Regions from separate parts of the Mus musculus genome. Here region 1 is linked to region 2. The links are chromatin contacts, called in public Hi-C maps. All regions are on one chromosome and are shown on one strand. Each heading gives the region's core, a stretch centred on a gene start, on an enhancer-like site or on the middle of the called end of the contact. The rest is flanking DNA. Distances are from core to core; before and after follow the strand shown.

Region 1 (3,260 bases), core at 228-2,727, 66 kb before region 2:
TCAGTGGCTAAGAGCTTGTATTGCTTCTGCAGAGGACCAGAGCTCCCGTCTCAGCATCTCTGCTGGGTGGCTCACAACTGTCTGTAACTGTTCCAACAGGGGCATCCAAAGACTCTGACCCTGATAGGCACAGGCATTCATATGGACCCATACACCTATACACCCAAGCACATACCCATCTCTGAGAATGAAAATGAAATCTTTTAAAAAGATAGTAAAGGGGAAAGCCAGCAGGGCTTGAGGGACAGTGGAGAACTAGGCGGCAGCCTGGGCAGGAGCTCTCGCGCTGCTGCCTCCTGGGTCCCACACACTCGTGTCTCATGGGAGTTGCTGGGGTGTTGCTTAGGAAAGATCTGGAAAGGTCAGGAGGCTTGATTAGGAGATCATTGCAATAGGGGCGCCCAATGGAGTGAGAGAAGCAAGGGCTTGGACCCCAACCTGGAGGGCCATGGATGTCCCAGGGGCCCCTAGAAGAATCCAGGAAGCAAAGGGACTTCAGAGAGTGTCCTGAAGAGAAAAGGACTCCTGGCCTAGCAAGGGGGAATGGCCAGAGGCTGCAGAGAACAGGTGTTCTTGCTGCCTGAATCTTCTTGCTAATGGGACTGTATATAGAATGTGTGTGTGTGTGTGTGTGTGCGTGTGCGTGTGCATGTGTGTGTGTGTGCATGTGTGTGTGTACATACACACACGCACACACACACATATGTTTGTATCTCCTTTTGAAGTTAAGGTGGTTGCAGGTGGCCTTCCTAGCATATATGTTCACATAGTGCCCACAAGGATATATAGTTTCAACCTTTCTTTTCCTGCATCTGAAGGTCAGTGAGGGGTGGTATGGCTGGCTGGTCTTGCTCATTGGGCTACCCTCTCTATCTACATGGTTACCCTCTGGGCCTTGCCAAAGAGAGCTGACGTCTACAAGGCTGGGAGCAAGTGCGGCTGCCTGAGACTGCTGGCTCTCAGTGCTGTCCCCTCTCACCCAGCCTCAGTTGGAGCTGCTGGTGGCCCGGGGCCCTGCTTGTCAGCACGTGGCTTGGGTTTCTGTGTTACAGGTCCCAAATTGGGATCGCAGGGGATAAAGTGTCCGCGTTGTGTGATCATGCTGAGCCTTCCCATGTGGCCAGCTGCAAACTCTTCAAAGAGCTGTGTGTATTTCGTCTGAGAGATGCTGCAGGAGACAGAGACGAGGACAAAGATGTCTGTTTTCAAAGAGCAAAAAATAGAAGAGGGCGATAGCCTTGGATTCTGGGTAGGGTGGGGCACTTGGGTACAGTGCGACCCTTTCCTCTTCTCTTCATGGTTTCCACTTCTCCAGTTCCTTTGGCCAGTCCTTGTCTACCCCCACAGACCCTGCCTGTGTAAATACAGCCTCTGTCTCCCCCTCCTTCATTATGCATTCCTTTAATCTGACCCATCTTCAGGTCGCCAGCTGGCAGAGACAGCAGATTCCAAACCCCAGCTGGTGCCAGAGTGTTTACATGGGCGGGAAGCTTGGCAGACAACTTGCCCCCAAGCTACTTAGCTGGAGGAAAAGGTAGAAAGACAACCCCAGCGGGTATGGTGGGTCACACCTATACTTCCAGCCAGGCCAAGGCAGAAGAGCTACTGAGAGTAGAGACCAGCCTGAATTATATATTCTGTGAGTTCCAGGCCAGCCTGAGCTATAGTCTGAGACCCTGTTCAACCCACCCTCAAAGAATAAAACAAAGTGAAAGACAGCCCTGAGCTAAGTGGGGCTCTTGTTTACCCTTCATGCCTCTCTAACAGGATGGATAAGAGAAGCCTTTTGTGATAGGTGAATGGGATTCTGGGTAAGCCCTCACCCCACCCTCGGCAACCCTGATATAGCATCTGAGCACACGGAGGTCTTTGCTTCCTGGCTGTGGCAGATCAGATAGTATTTACAAGACATTATTCATCCGTATATAGCCAGTTCCTACGCATGATGGGTGTGGTCTTTCTAAAATAGTAATAAAAGCTATGTGGCAAGCTGAGTGTTAAGTTGGAGCTGGGACTTGCTGCCACTGCTGCTGCTGCGGCTGCTGCCTGGGTTCAGCTCTCTGCATCCTACATCTGTTTGTCTCCAGCAAAGCCCCCGAGTCACCCAGGAGGCTGCCAGGCCCTGTGCTGGGTCACCATGAACAGTCTGAGAGGCCAGGTGCAGCAGGGTGTTCTGTTCTGGGACACCATGACAGACTCTGGTTATCAGCATTTGGGTGGCTGTTTGACTCTCATTGTACAGGCATGTGTGTCAGGAAGACGCTTGTCCTGTGTTAGTGCCATCTTGCTCATGGTGGAACTGACTTTGTTGGTTACTCTCATGTGGTGGCGTGTAGTGTTTTCCTTGAGAAGCACGGCTGTATAAGTAGGGTCCTATCAGGAAACCAGGGATAACTGAGGAATTGATATTGAACGCACTGTTGACTAAGCATTGACTGAGTCTGGAAACAGATAAGGAGTGAAAATTTCTCTAAGAGCCGAGACATCCTATAAAAACATGGCCGGGTGGCAAGTAGCCGCTGCAGAGCTAAGATGGGAAGTACCTGTGACTGTGGAAGAAGACTGACTGGAGGCGAGAAATGGATACTGTGGTGTTTTCAGTAAGAATGCATGCCCACCCCCATAGGCTCATATGATTGAATCATGCCAGTCTCACTCTCTGGATCAGGATATCGAACTCTCAGCCACCTCTCTAGCACCAAGTCTGCCTGTGTGCTGCCGTGCTCCCGGACATGGTGATAATGAACTAAACCTCTAACACTGTAAGCCAGCCCCCAGGTAAACGCTTACTTTTATAAGAGTCGCCATGGTCATTGTGTCTCTTCATAGCAGCAGAGCAGTGACTAAAGACAGACACTCTGCCCAGGGCCTTTAATCTTCTATGCATCCAACCTTATCCTGTCGAAGCCCAGCTGAGAGTTCAGGTTAAGGAGCACTTTGATGCTCCTTTGCCTCCTCTGAGAATGCTAATGTCATCTGCAAGGGAGGCAGCCTAGATGAGGTCTGTGAAACACTATCCTCCTGACAGCAGGCTCTTTGGAGAGGCATTTTCCTGAGTGTAACAAGCCAATAGTATCCCAGGTCTGTTGGAGGCTACTTACTACCTCCATTTCTGCGGGGACAGAAGCACTCTTGCTTCTTAAAGCAGCAACACATTAAATGCCTCTGCCTCCATCTCCTGCGTCGAGTTCAGATAACACTCAAGTGCCACTTAAACCCCTTTCCTTCTCTGGTGTCTGTGCTGTGCACACAGCCTTGGG
Region 2 (2,945 bases), core at 333-2,832:
CCCTTTCCTGACCTCTGTGGGCCCTGCACTCAAATGGGCAAACCTTCTCATGGACACATACACAAAAATAGTCACACATGATACACACAATAGAAGCGCCTGGCTGGAGAATACGACTATTGATGTTTCATACAACATTCTGTGATATCTGGAATGCTCCTGGTAGATTGCAAAAGCCAGCAAACAGCATCCAAAGAATATTTGATTTTTATATGTCTATTAAACAACAAAATATTAGAAGCTGTCATTTCTGGTTTGTGAGACTTCCCCACATAGTTGTGTTCACTTCGACTTGTATAACCTAAGCTTTATTCCCTCTGCTTTGTTGTCCTTGTCATTCTTAACTTTTTAAGACATAGTCTCATGATGTAGCCCAGGCTAGCTCTTATCTCCCAGTCCTCCTAGCAAAGCTTTTAAGTTCTGATATTACAAGCATGTACCACCATGCCTGGTTTACTCCTGTAAATTTCAAACAGATACTACTTTTATAGCAAAGTAAAAACAGACTCTTATTATCTGAGTTGTATACACTAAAATGTAAGTGAATAGGCAGGGGCTATTTAGTGATACGAGGTATTTGAACCTCCATCTTTCCCATGCTTTCAGGAGATGGGGTCCCCAGCCTGTCACATATCTTAATATATATGATCAAAGTTATTATACGTATCAGATGGATCATTTGGGGGTTTCCCTGAGGAATCCAGGTACCCACGTCCCTTCAAATAGCAGAGGAAATACCCATCCCATGTGGAGGAAATGCGGGTGGCTAGGATAGGAATGAGTAGTACTGCTTAACTCATGCCAAGGCCCATCCCTGCATGGAGACCTGTGTGGGTGCAGGGGTTCCATGGGGCCAGGTGCCGCTTCTCTAAAGTGCCTTTGTTGCTTTGTTGTCTTTGTCATTCTGCCTACTTATTCTTCTTCATACAATTAATTTAAATTGCTTCAAAAAGTCATGAGCTTTTGTTTGTTGGTTGGTTTTGGATTTCAGGGGGAGATGTGGTTAAGGCCAGAACTCTTTTCAATATTTGATTTTTCTAGCATTTGGAGTGATGTAGCCCAGGCAATGAGATTGAAAAAAACAAAGAACAAACAAACAAACAAACAAAAAACACCAAAAAACCAAACCAAACCAAAACAAAAAAACTTGGCAGGTAGGGGATTCTGGGAAAGTTTTTTTTAATTTTAATTAATTATTATAGTTATTGTTTGCTCGTTTGGCTGTTTTTTGTTTTGTTTTGGCACAAGACATAATATAGTGAGGTTGATTTTGAACTCCCTATATAGCTGAGGCTGACTTTGAACTCCCATCTCCAGCTGGGAACAGCCATCTGCCTCTAGCTGCTGTGATACATGGAAAACATAAACCCATCTGGGCTAAGTCAGTGAGAACTTGTTTCTGGTGTTACCGATGTGGGTACCAAGTGCATGCAAATACAGCTCTTAATGACAGCCTGTTTTAAATCAAGAGCAGGTGGTGAGAACAAAAACATGAGAAACCAGAAGCAAGAGGTATTGTAGCACCAAACAACAGAACGCAACAGCTTGTTGGACATGGTACAAGATATAAGAGGTCAAAGGTGTCTACAAGGTTTCCATAGAGAAGAGAAAGGGTGGGGCTAGCCCGCATTGATAGCCCCCTCTCTACCAGACACTGCGCTGAGGATTCAGATATCATCCCAACGCATTACCTCAACCTTAGAAGACCAGAAGCAAAAATAAAGACAGGACGCACGAGCAGATGTGCTGGGAGAGGAAGTGACAATGGCTTTTCAGTTGTAACCAGCATTTCAAAAGACACCGTAAACAGACAAAAAGAATGCAGGCATCAGTTAGGAGAGTGGTTAGGACAGAGAGCGCTCACATTGCAATACCTAGAGAGCTTATAAAAGGACAAACCCGGGATCTTGACAAACAGCAACGATGTAAATCAGAAGATGTACCTGACAGGCTCTCAGACGGGGAGCAGGAGATTCTGACACTCCAGATTAGAGCAGAAGTTTCCAGAGAAGGGCAATAAAGAGTACTTACTACTGCATGTTCACCAAACAAGCTAACCAGGGAGGGGAGGACTGGGAACTGGACTGGGCAAAGCTAGCTGAAGATTGTTCTTTATTCAGAAAGATCTCCTATCCCTTTCCCTTTGTCTGTGGCTGCTTTCATGCTGGAAGGGTGGGGTTGGGTATTTCCAAGAGATGCTGTGACTGAATCACTCAGCATCCAAATCTCTACCAACAGAAAGCTGCTGGTTTCTGCTCTGGATCATCCAGATCCCAGCCCCCTGTCATCTCGGGTATTTGTATAAGCTAGCATTAATGTAAGGTCTAATGCAGGGTGCAAGCTCAAATACCTGCTCAACTAATGAGCGAGACTATTTTTTTCTTAAAAGTTTAAGTACTTATTACTACTTGTTTTGTTGTTGTTGCTTTTGATTGTTTGGTTCATCGGTTTTTGGATTTCGAGACAGAGTTTCTCTGTGTAGCCCTGACTGTTTTGGAACTTGCTCTGTAGAGCAGGCTGGCCTCAAACTCAGAGATTCACCTGCCTCTGCCTCCAGAGCACTGGGACTAAAGGTGTGCGCCGCATTGCCTGGCTGAGACTGCTATATTTGAAAACCGTCAATGGCCTTCAAGAAAGCAATTCATGAAGAATGTTTTGATTCTTAAGCAGCCAGGGATGCAAAGTAGAAGCCTGGCATTTAGAGAAGGTGACAAGAGAAGGTGACAAAGAACTTTCGATGGGTGAGCTGAGGAAGTGCCCACTAGACCACTTTATCTCACATTTGAATTTTCTTTTCTTTATTTTTGGCTTACCTATTTAATGCATATGGGCATTTTGCCTGCATCAATATATGTGTAGCACATGTGTGTCTGGCACCCATGGAGGTCAGAAGAGAACATCAGTACTTCTGGAACTGGAGTTAAGGATAATTTCGAGCCACATTG

The links. Hi-C and Micro-C count contacts between places; a contact is called where the count stands out from the background.
Region 1: a contact with region 2 is called in a Hi-C map of CD4 T cells, with 1.7 times the contacts expected there. The contact joins two enhancer-like sites. A contact is called at or near these places in 1 of 15 datasets of contacts at CTCF or cohesin (the NIH/3T3 cell line), 6 of 484 Hi-C or Micro-C datasets (CD4 T cells, the HPC-7 cell line, liver and 2 more), 3 of 115 datasets of contacts at active chromatin or transcription factors (CD8 T cells, extraembryonic endoderm stem cells and heart atrium) and 3 of 9 other capture datasets (adipose tissue, liver and pancreatic islet).

Annotation. Positions count from the first base shown.
Region 1 is chr1:21,050,963-21,054,222 of GRCm38.p6, reverse strand. The region is part of intron 1 of Tram2 (translocating chain-associating membrane protein 2); the gene reads left to right. Among named protein-coding and RNA genes, the nearest start is that of Tram2, 27 kb to the left of the region's middle. Within about 2 kb of position 1,477, at least 106 of the 459 cell types and tissues checked have an H3K27ac peak or open chromatin away from gene starts, as enhancers often do.
Region 2 is chr1:20,985,323-20,988,267 of GRCm38.p6, reverse strand. The region is part of intron 9 of Efhc1 (EF-hand domain (C-terminal) containing 1); the gene reads right to left. Among named protein-coding and RNA genes, the nearest start is that of Gm51618, 28 kb to the right of the region's middle. Within about 2 kb of position 1,582, at least 31 of the 459 cell types and tissues checked have an H3K27ac peak or open chromatin away from gene starts, as enhancers often do.